Regions from separate parts of the Pan troglodytes genome. Here region 2 is linked to region 1. A link is a contact called in public Hi-C data. All regions are on one chromosome and are shown on one strand. The core of a region is the stretch at or near the end of the contact, and the rest is flanking DNA. Distances in the headings are between cores, read along the strand shown.

What was found. A called contact is a pair of places that touch in the nucleus more often than the background predicts.
Region 2: a Hi-C map of stem cell-derived neural progenitor cells shows a contact between it and region 1, with 6 times the contacts expected there. The contact joins the promoter of TLK1 here to the enhancer-like site in region 1. A contact is called at or near these places in 4 of 7 Hi-C or Micro-C datasets (blood, induced pluripotent stem cells and stem cell-derived neural progenitor cells) and 1 of 1 datasets of contacts at active chromatin or transcription factors (stem cell-derived excitatory neurons).

The regions. Positions count from the first base shown.
Region 1 is chr13:73,016,846-73,020,960 of NHGRI_mPanTro3-v2.0_pri, reverse strand. No RefSeq gene overlaps it. Among named protein-coding and RNA genes, the nearest start is that of GORASP2, 44 kb to the right of the region's middle. Within about 2 kb of position 1,465, at least 13 of the 24 cell types and tissues checked have an H3K27ac peak or open chromatin away from gene starts, as enhancers often do. A contact at or near this core is called in induced pluripotent stem cells and stem cell-derived neural progenitor cells, where this site is marked.
Region 2 is chr13:73,207,662-73,211,344 of NHGRI_mPanTro3-v2.0_pri, reverse strand. It overlaps TLK1 (tousled like kinase 1), which reads left to right and starts at 2,390. Exons shown (of 21, transcript XM_001141231.8): 1 at 2,390-3,309. The coding sequence starts at 3,171.

The DNA of each region.
Region 1 (4,115 bases), core at 216-2,715:
ACATCCCCCTTATAAACTCCCCAGGGCAGTGCAGTCTAAGCCCCTGAGCATGGCATTCAAGGCCTTTGGCGATCTGGCCCCGCTCCCCCTTCTGTGGCAACTGCTACCACTCCATACTTGACTTTTCACATTCCAGCAACCAGAGCTGTTTGTAGTTCCGGGACACACCACGTGCCACATTCCTGTGTGTCCTTGCAGACGCTGTTCCCTCTGCCTAAGAGAACCTCTTCCTTCCACTTTGACCACCTAAGAGAACCTCTATGCATTCTTCAAAGCCCTAATAGTAGCTGCCCACGAACGCCTTCCTTGATCCCGCACATGTTAGTTACCCGGCCTCTGGGCTATTCTGTCCCCTCTGCTCATCACTAGATCCGAAATCGCTAATTTACAGGCAGTGCAGTGGGATGCTTTTGGATTCGGGACACCTGGGCCCAGACCCAGCCGCCCCACCCCGGGCGCCCCGGGCTTGTGCACAGCAGGAGCCTCCGCCCCGCGGGTGTGGATTGGACGAGGCCAAGGGCAGCGGCCGGCCAGGGGCCAGGCCAGAGTCCAGAACTGCCCTCGGAGGAAGCCGGGTGGGGGCGGCGCTCCTGAAGGCTCCAGCCCCGGGGAGGGAAGCCGGCCCCGCACCTCCCGCACTGGGCGCTCAGACCCCTGGTGCTTCCACGGCGTCTGAGGGTTTCTCAGCCACCGAAGGGTGTCTCCGCCGCACCCAACGGGTCCCCCGGTGGAGAGATTTGCCTTCACATCAGATTAAAGGGGGTTCCGTTTGGTGAAGGCGCCCAGGCTCATCCCCCACGCTTCCGCACTGGGTCTGAGATGGAAAGAAAGCGGGGGACCAGAGCCCTTCTTCCAAAGAACGGAAAGCGCCCCACCGCGACGCCCCGGCCCCGCCCAGGGGCCCTGCGAGGGCGGCCCGGAGACCCCGCGGCCGCTGGCGGGGTGCGGCTTCCCCAGGCTCCCGGCGCCACCTGGTGGCCCGTGGCGCTCACTGCGGTCTCCGCTCGGGAGGCCCCCTTGGCTTGATCCCACTCCACGTGGGCGGCGGTAAGACCGGAGTTCCTGAACAAAGGTGAATGTCGTTCCAGGAACCTGCCGCGTGGGGACAGAACTGAGGCGTGGGACCAGGCAGACCTACGTGGATTCAGCTCCTACCCCAAAGCCCGCCCGCCTGTGAAGCAGGGGCTTCGGTTTGAGCTCTCCAGGCGCACCTGCTTCCCCTGAGGGAATTAAGAACTCACTCATCACTTCTCTTTAAAACCATTCCCTTTTTTCACTGAAATTAATTCGTAAAATTAGTCATATCAAATGCAACTATTATTTTTTCCCCAATACGTGCTAAAATAAAATATATAGGTATTAAAGGAGGAAAGACAGTTTTCTTCACTCCGGGTAACACCAGTCCACGGGATCAAGTTCAGAACCTGAGCCTGGCCTGAGGCCTGCCCGGTGGCTCGTCCCTGCTTCTTCTGTCTCCTTCCGATTCAGCCACAGTGAACCCTCACCTGTCCCCTGCTGGAATATGGCAGCGTCACGGTGCCAAAGATCCCAGAGGGTTGTCCTCTTTTCTCAGGTTGTACTGCTTACCTAAGAGAGATCTGAATTTGGGAAAATGAATTAGTCTCTAAAGTTTCATGCCCTTTAAAAACAAAACCTTGACAGAGACCAAGGCAAGTAACTGTTTATTGAAATCGGAATGAGCTTTGAGCTCCTGGACTCATACAACAGGCATCTGTTTCTTCTGGATTTTATGAGGCTCCTCTAGCAGTTCTGTTCCTCACCACCGAGAAGCACACAGGTTGTTTGGCCACTGATCTCGAGTGAACGTGTTGGAACCATGCATACTTCACTACCTGACGCTAACACTGTTTCCAGAGCTCTAGAAGCCAAAACAGCGCCTGGGTACAACATGGATTCTTGCCATTGTGTTTCTGGGCTCTTTCAGCATAGCTGTCTGAGCTACACGGTTCTGGCCAAACTGATTTACAAACACAACACAGCATTGCAAATCAGTCATAGTGCAAGTCTATTCAGGGAAATTTCATGGATAATTCTAATCTAGGGACAGTGTTGGGGGTTGTTAGCAGAGAGCTCCCTTAGTCTGACCAGTCATGACGCTGCTTGGGGAAAACGCTTCCCCGGCCCTGCAGCAGCGGCCGTCCTGGACAGACTGAAATGAAAGGCTTCAGAAGAGATGGAACAAGGCTTTTTTTTTTTTTTTTTTTGAGACAGAGACTCGCTCTGTCGCCAGTCTGGAGTACGGTGGCATGATGTCGGCTCACTGCAACCTCCGCCTCCCAGGTTCAAGCCATTCTCCTGCCTCAGCCTCCCAAGTAGCTGGGACTACAGGCACCTGCCACCGCGCCCAATTTTTGTATTTTTAGTAGACGGGGTTTCACCATGTTGACCAGGATGGTCTCGATCTCCCGACCTCGTGATCTGCCTGCCTCGGCCTCCCAAAGTGCTGGGACTACAGGCGTGAGCCACCGCGCCTGGCCCGGAACAGGGCTTTTTCTGGCTCTGTAAGTCTCCCATTCATCCACACCCCCTAGATCAAAATAACCCTATTGTTTTTAGTGATTAAAAAGTAATTCAGGCCGGGTGCGGTGGCTCACGCCTGTAACCCCAGCACTTTGGGAGGCCAAAGCGGATGGATCACGAGGTCAGGAGATCGGGACCATCCTGGCTAACACGATGAAACCCCCGTCTCTACTAAAAATACAAAAAATTAGATGGGCGTGGTGGCGGGCGCCTGTAGTCCCAGCTACTTGGGAGGCTGAGGCAGGAGAATGGCGTCAACCCAGCAGGCAGCGCTTGCAGTGAGCAGAGATAGTGCCACTGTACTCCAGCCTGGGCGACAGAGCGAGACTCCGTCTCAAAACAAACAAACAAACAAAAAAACAAAAAGCAATTCGAAGCCTGGCACGGTGGCTCACGCCTGTAATGCTAGCACTTTGGGAGGCCGAGGCAGGTGAATCACCTGAGGTCAGAGGTTCAAGACCAGCTTGACCAGCATGGTGAAACCCCATCTCTACTAAAAATACAAAAATGAGCCGGGCGTGGTGGCACATGCCTGTAAGCCCAGCTACTCAGGAGGCTGAGACAGGAGAATTGCTTGAACCTGGGAGGTTGCAGTGAGCCGAGATTGCGCCACTCCACTCCAGCCTGGGTGACAGAGCAAGACTCCATCTCAAAAAAAAAAAAGTAAAATAAAATAATAAAAAGTAATTGTGGTTTTAAAAATTCTGGCAATATGCAAGTTTATGAGAAGAAATGAGAAGTTCCTGTAACCCCACCCCCAGCCACCATAATTCAAGTGCTTCTGGAAGAGGCTTGCCCTGAACCTCAGGCAGACTTCTTAGTATGGGTCTCAAATCAGGCCAGCCTGGGCAGAGCTGGGCAAACAGGCCCCTCCCCAGGAAGCAAGGCCATGGAGAGTGGACGGCAAGAAAGCCAGTCAGGGATTCATTAACTCTTATTCACAACCCTTGGTCTCTGGAAAAGAGAATTGATGATCAATTCCAATAGAGTTGGTTGTTAAGGTAAATGATCAATGGGTTGGGGACCCAGAATATGGCTTTAGGAAAAGAGACTAGTGAAACTCAAATTGCTGTTACTGTCCCAGTCATTATCCAGGGACATTTTCTCCATCAGGTTTACAGTCTAAGCAACTACTTCAAATTTTGCTAACCTTAGTGCCCATTCCACATGATTCACTGGATCCTAAATAATGAAATCCGTGAAGGACCTTGTTTCCTAATCCTGGGTCCCCACGGGTTCTGGCCCCGCTGACTGTAAGGAAACCTTGGTTTCCCAGCTATCCCTCCCCTCTCCCCAGACTCAGCTGTGTTACTACCAGGATAACACAGGGCTCTGCAAACTCAGACACCTGCGGGTGGTGGGAGGGGGGCTGGCGCACGCAGGTGGGGCTGTGGGAATTGGAGACTGGAGGACAGAGACTCCAAGGGGCATTCATTTCCCTGTAGGACTGATCTGTTGCCAGATCTTGTGACTTTGAGAAACCAGAAATCTGGATTTATGTGAAACCTTCTGATTTTTAAATGTTGGCAATTAATTCACATTTTAATATATACAGGGGAGTTCAAAGGAAACAT
Region 2 (3,683 bases), core at 1,141-3,640, 190 kb before region 1:
TAGGAGCTTTAAAAATCACTCAGTGACTCTAACCTCTTTCTCGTAGATGAGGAAATTGAATCAAGTTACCTGCTGAGACTAATACTCAGGTCTCTTAACTTCCTTCCTGTCCCATGTTCTTTTCACCGCAATCTGCTGACTAAGCTTACTCTTAAAAATACAGAAAGAGCATACATTTATCAACATGTCGTTACAGAAACTCTGTTCCTCTTATAGTGCATGTATTTAGGTATAAAAATCGAATGGCAAGATCCTGGGTATGTATCCAAGGGAAAGGAAAGCCTATGTCCACAGAAAGACTTGTACATGAATGTTCTTAGCAGCATTATTCGTAACAGCCAAAAAGTGAAAACAATGCAAATGTCCATCAATAGTTTAATGGATAAACAAGTGTGGTACACTCATTCAGTGTAATGCTACTTAAAAATAAAAACAAACTATTGATAATGCAACAATGTGGACGAATCTCTCAAAATAATAATGTTGAGTGAAAGAAGCCAGACAAGGCCTGGCACGGTGGCTCAGGCCTGTAATCCCAGCACTTTGGGAGGCCAAGGTGGGCGGATCACCTGAGGTCAGGAGATCGAGACCAGCCTGGCCAACATGGTGATACCCCATCTCTATTAAAAATACAAAGTTAGCTGGATGTAGTGGCACGTGCCTGTAATTCCAGCTACTCAGGAGGTTGAGGCAGGAGAATCATTTGAACCTGGGAGGCGGAGGCTGCAGTGAGCCGAGATGGCACTCCAGCCTGGGCAAAACAGAGTAAGACTCTGTCTCAAAAAAACAAAAAACAAACAAACAAAAAAAACAAAACCAAAGCCAGACAAGAGTACAAATTGACTTTATGGCCTGCATTTATCTAAAATTCTATGAAATGGCAAGCTACCCATATGACAGAAAGATCTGTGGTTGGAGAGAATGGAAGTAGAGTGGAGGAGGAACCACAAAGAGGAAACTTTGGAGGGTGATAGATACATTCACCATCTTCCTTGTAGAAGTGGTTTCAGGGATGTATACACATCAAAACTTATCAAATTGTACACTTTATTTTTATTTTTTTGAGACAGAGTCTAGGAGTCTCGCTCTGTCGCCCAGGCTGGAGTGCAATGTTGCGATCTAGGCTTACCGCAACTTCTGCCTCCCGGGTTCAAGCGATTCTCCTGCCTCAGCCTCCCGAGTAGCTGGGACTTCAGGTGCGTGCTGCTACACCCAGCTAATTTTTGTATTTTAAGTAGAGATGGGGTTTCACCATGTTGGCCAGGCTGGTCTCAAACTCCTGACCTCGTGATCCGCCCACCTCGGCCTCCCAAAGTGCTGGGGTTACAGGCGTGAGCCCCCGCACCTGGCCAATAATTGTACACTTTAAATATGTGCAGTTTATTTTGTCAATTATACCTCAATAAAGTTGTGAGATGTCCCTCTTAAGTTTGAAAAGCAGACAAGACTAAAAACTCACTGAAGTATCTAAAGCACAAGGCAATTACAATTACTTCTGGAGATAACTGACAATCAAGGTTCTTTTCTAGTATGATAGTTTATCTGAACAAAACATTACTATGAGAAATGCGAAGTCATAAAAATAAAAAATAGAAACGACATTTTTGTCCCCCTGGTAATCATGCCATTTCCTCTTGTCTGTGCAGTAGCGCTATATCATAATCTTTTTAGTGCTCTATTCAATTTGGTTTTCTAAAGAGAGAAATAACCTTGTTGTACTTTTCCTGAACTAGAGTGCTCTTTTATGTACAAGAAGCCCAATCCCTGGTGTGAGTATACTTGTGTGGGTCTGTAGAAAGCTACACTCTATCTATAAATTTTAGCAAATGCTGTTATTTATTTTGGGATTTTTGTAGTCGGGACTCAGCGGAGACACTAGAAACAAATTAGAAGTTTCTAGAAACCATACCTCCTGCAAGATGAACGCTGTATAGTTTTCCTAAATATGTGATTCAGTAATCACATTTTTCATTTAGATTTTCCACTTACTGTTTTAAAACAAAGAATTGCTATACCATACAGTCTACAAAACTGGTAATTTTCAATTTCCTCATTAAAGATTCTTCACTCTTTTTTAGAAAACACGAGAAAGTTTTATTTCCCAACTCTCCCACTACCCATGTTTATTTTCCTAGCTCTTTTATTCGGTCATTATTCCCATTCTGCAGACGGGGAGGCGCACATACGTTTTTCTGCACAGTACAGAGGAGCAAGAAAGAAGGAACTCTCAACTTTTCAGTTCCATTTTGAGAAACGATCACATTGAACTCCCGAGAAGCGGCAGCTGAGCGACAGCAGCAGCATTTCTCCCCGGGTTGGGTGTGGGTCAGGAGAGAGGCGCGCTTCCGCGGGAGACAGGGGGAGTCAGGTGGCAGCGGCGCTGGAGCCCGAGCGGCGCGGCGGGGGCGCGCCTCCCTCCGGCCGGCGCGGGGACGCTGCCCCCGCGCACGCGAGTCCGGCAACCCCGGGCTCCCGCGCCGCGCGGCGATCCGCGGGTGCGGCAGGGGCGCCCCGGCGCTCTAGTCTCTTCCCTCGCGCGCTCGCTCCTTCCCCATGCCCCCACCCCCCAGCCCCTGGCAGGTCCCTCCCCCAAGCCTGCTCCCGCGGCCGCCGCTGCCGCCGCCGCCGCCGCTACCGGAGGCGCAGGAGCCTCGCGATAGTGTTTGCACAGGCGGCGCGTGACGCCGCCGCCGCCTGTAACTGATGCAGAGGTTACCCCACCGCCTCAGCCGCCACCCACAGCCCGCCGCCGCCGCCTCCCGGGCGACGCCGGGGGCCGACGCACTGCAGAGGTGCCGGCAGGTTCCGCCCGCGGAAGTGTCCTCGGCCGGCGCAGCCCGCGCTCCGCCCGCGCTCCGACCCCTGTCGGGTGGGCACCCCCTCGACGCCTCCGCCGCCGCGCTCCTTTCCTCCTCCTCTCCTCTGGCGCGCCCGCTCGCTCCCTCGCTTCTCCCCCTTTCCCTCCTCCCTGTCCCCTCTCCTTCCCTCACCTCTTTCCTCCCCACCTCCCCTCTTCTCGGTTTCCTCCCCCATCCCCTTGACTCTCCCCTCCCAGCCCTCGCTCTCTCGCTCGCCCTCAGCGCGGCCCCCGCCATGACGGAGGCGGGTGCCGGTGCCGTTGCCGCCGCTGCCGTCGCAGGGGGGGAGTCGGGTTCCCAGAAAGTAGCTTGATGAGTGTCCAAAGTAGCAGTGGAAGTTTGGAGGGGCCGCCATCTTGGTCCCAGCTCTCCACGTCTCCAACCCCGGGCTCGGCGGCGGCGGCCAGGTCCCTGCTGAATCACACGCCGCCATCCGGGAGGCCCAGGGAAGGTAAGCACCGCCGCGCCCGCGCCCGCTCGCGGGCCTCCTCTCCCGCGCCGCGGACCCCCGCGCCCCCCCCGCCCCGGGGCTTCTCCGCCAGACCCTGGGGTGGGGGATGGTGGCGAGGTGGACGCGAGGCCGCCCGGCTCCCCGGCTCTGGGGAGGTAGTGCCCTGGCTGTGGATGGTGGTTCGCGGGTGGCGGAGGAGACGGACGAGGGGGTGCGCGCTGGTGGGGACGGGGCGAGGCGCACAGACTCGCCTGGGGTTCCTGGGAGCCAGTCCTGCGAGGGTGGGAAGCCTCCCCCCAGACGCGAGCCCTTTTCTGCTCCATTTGCCAGTACACTCAGTACTCTTAACCTCCTGGCCTCCGGTCTCTGGTGGG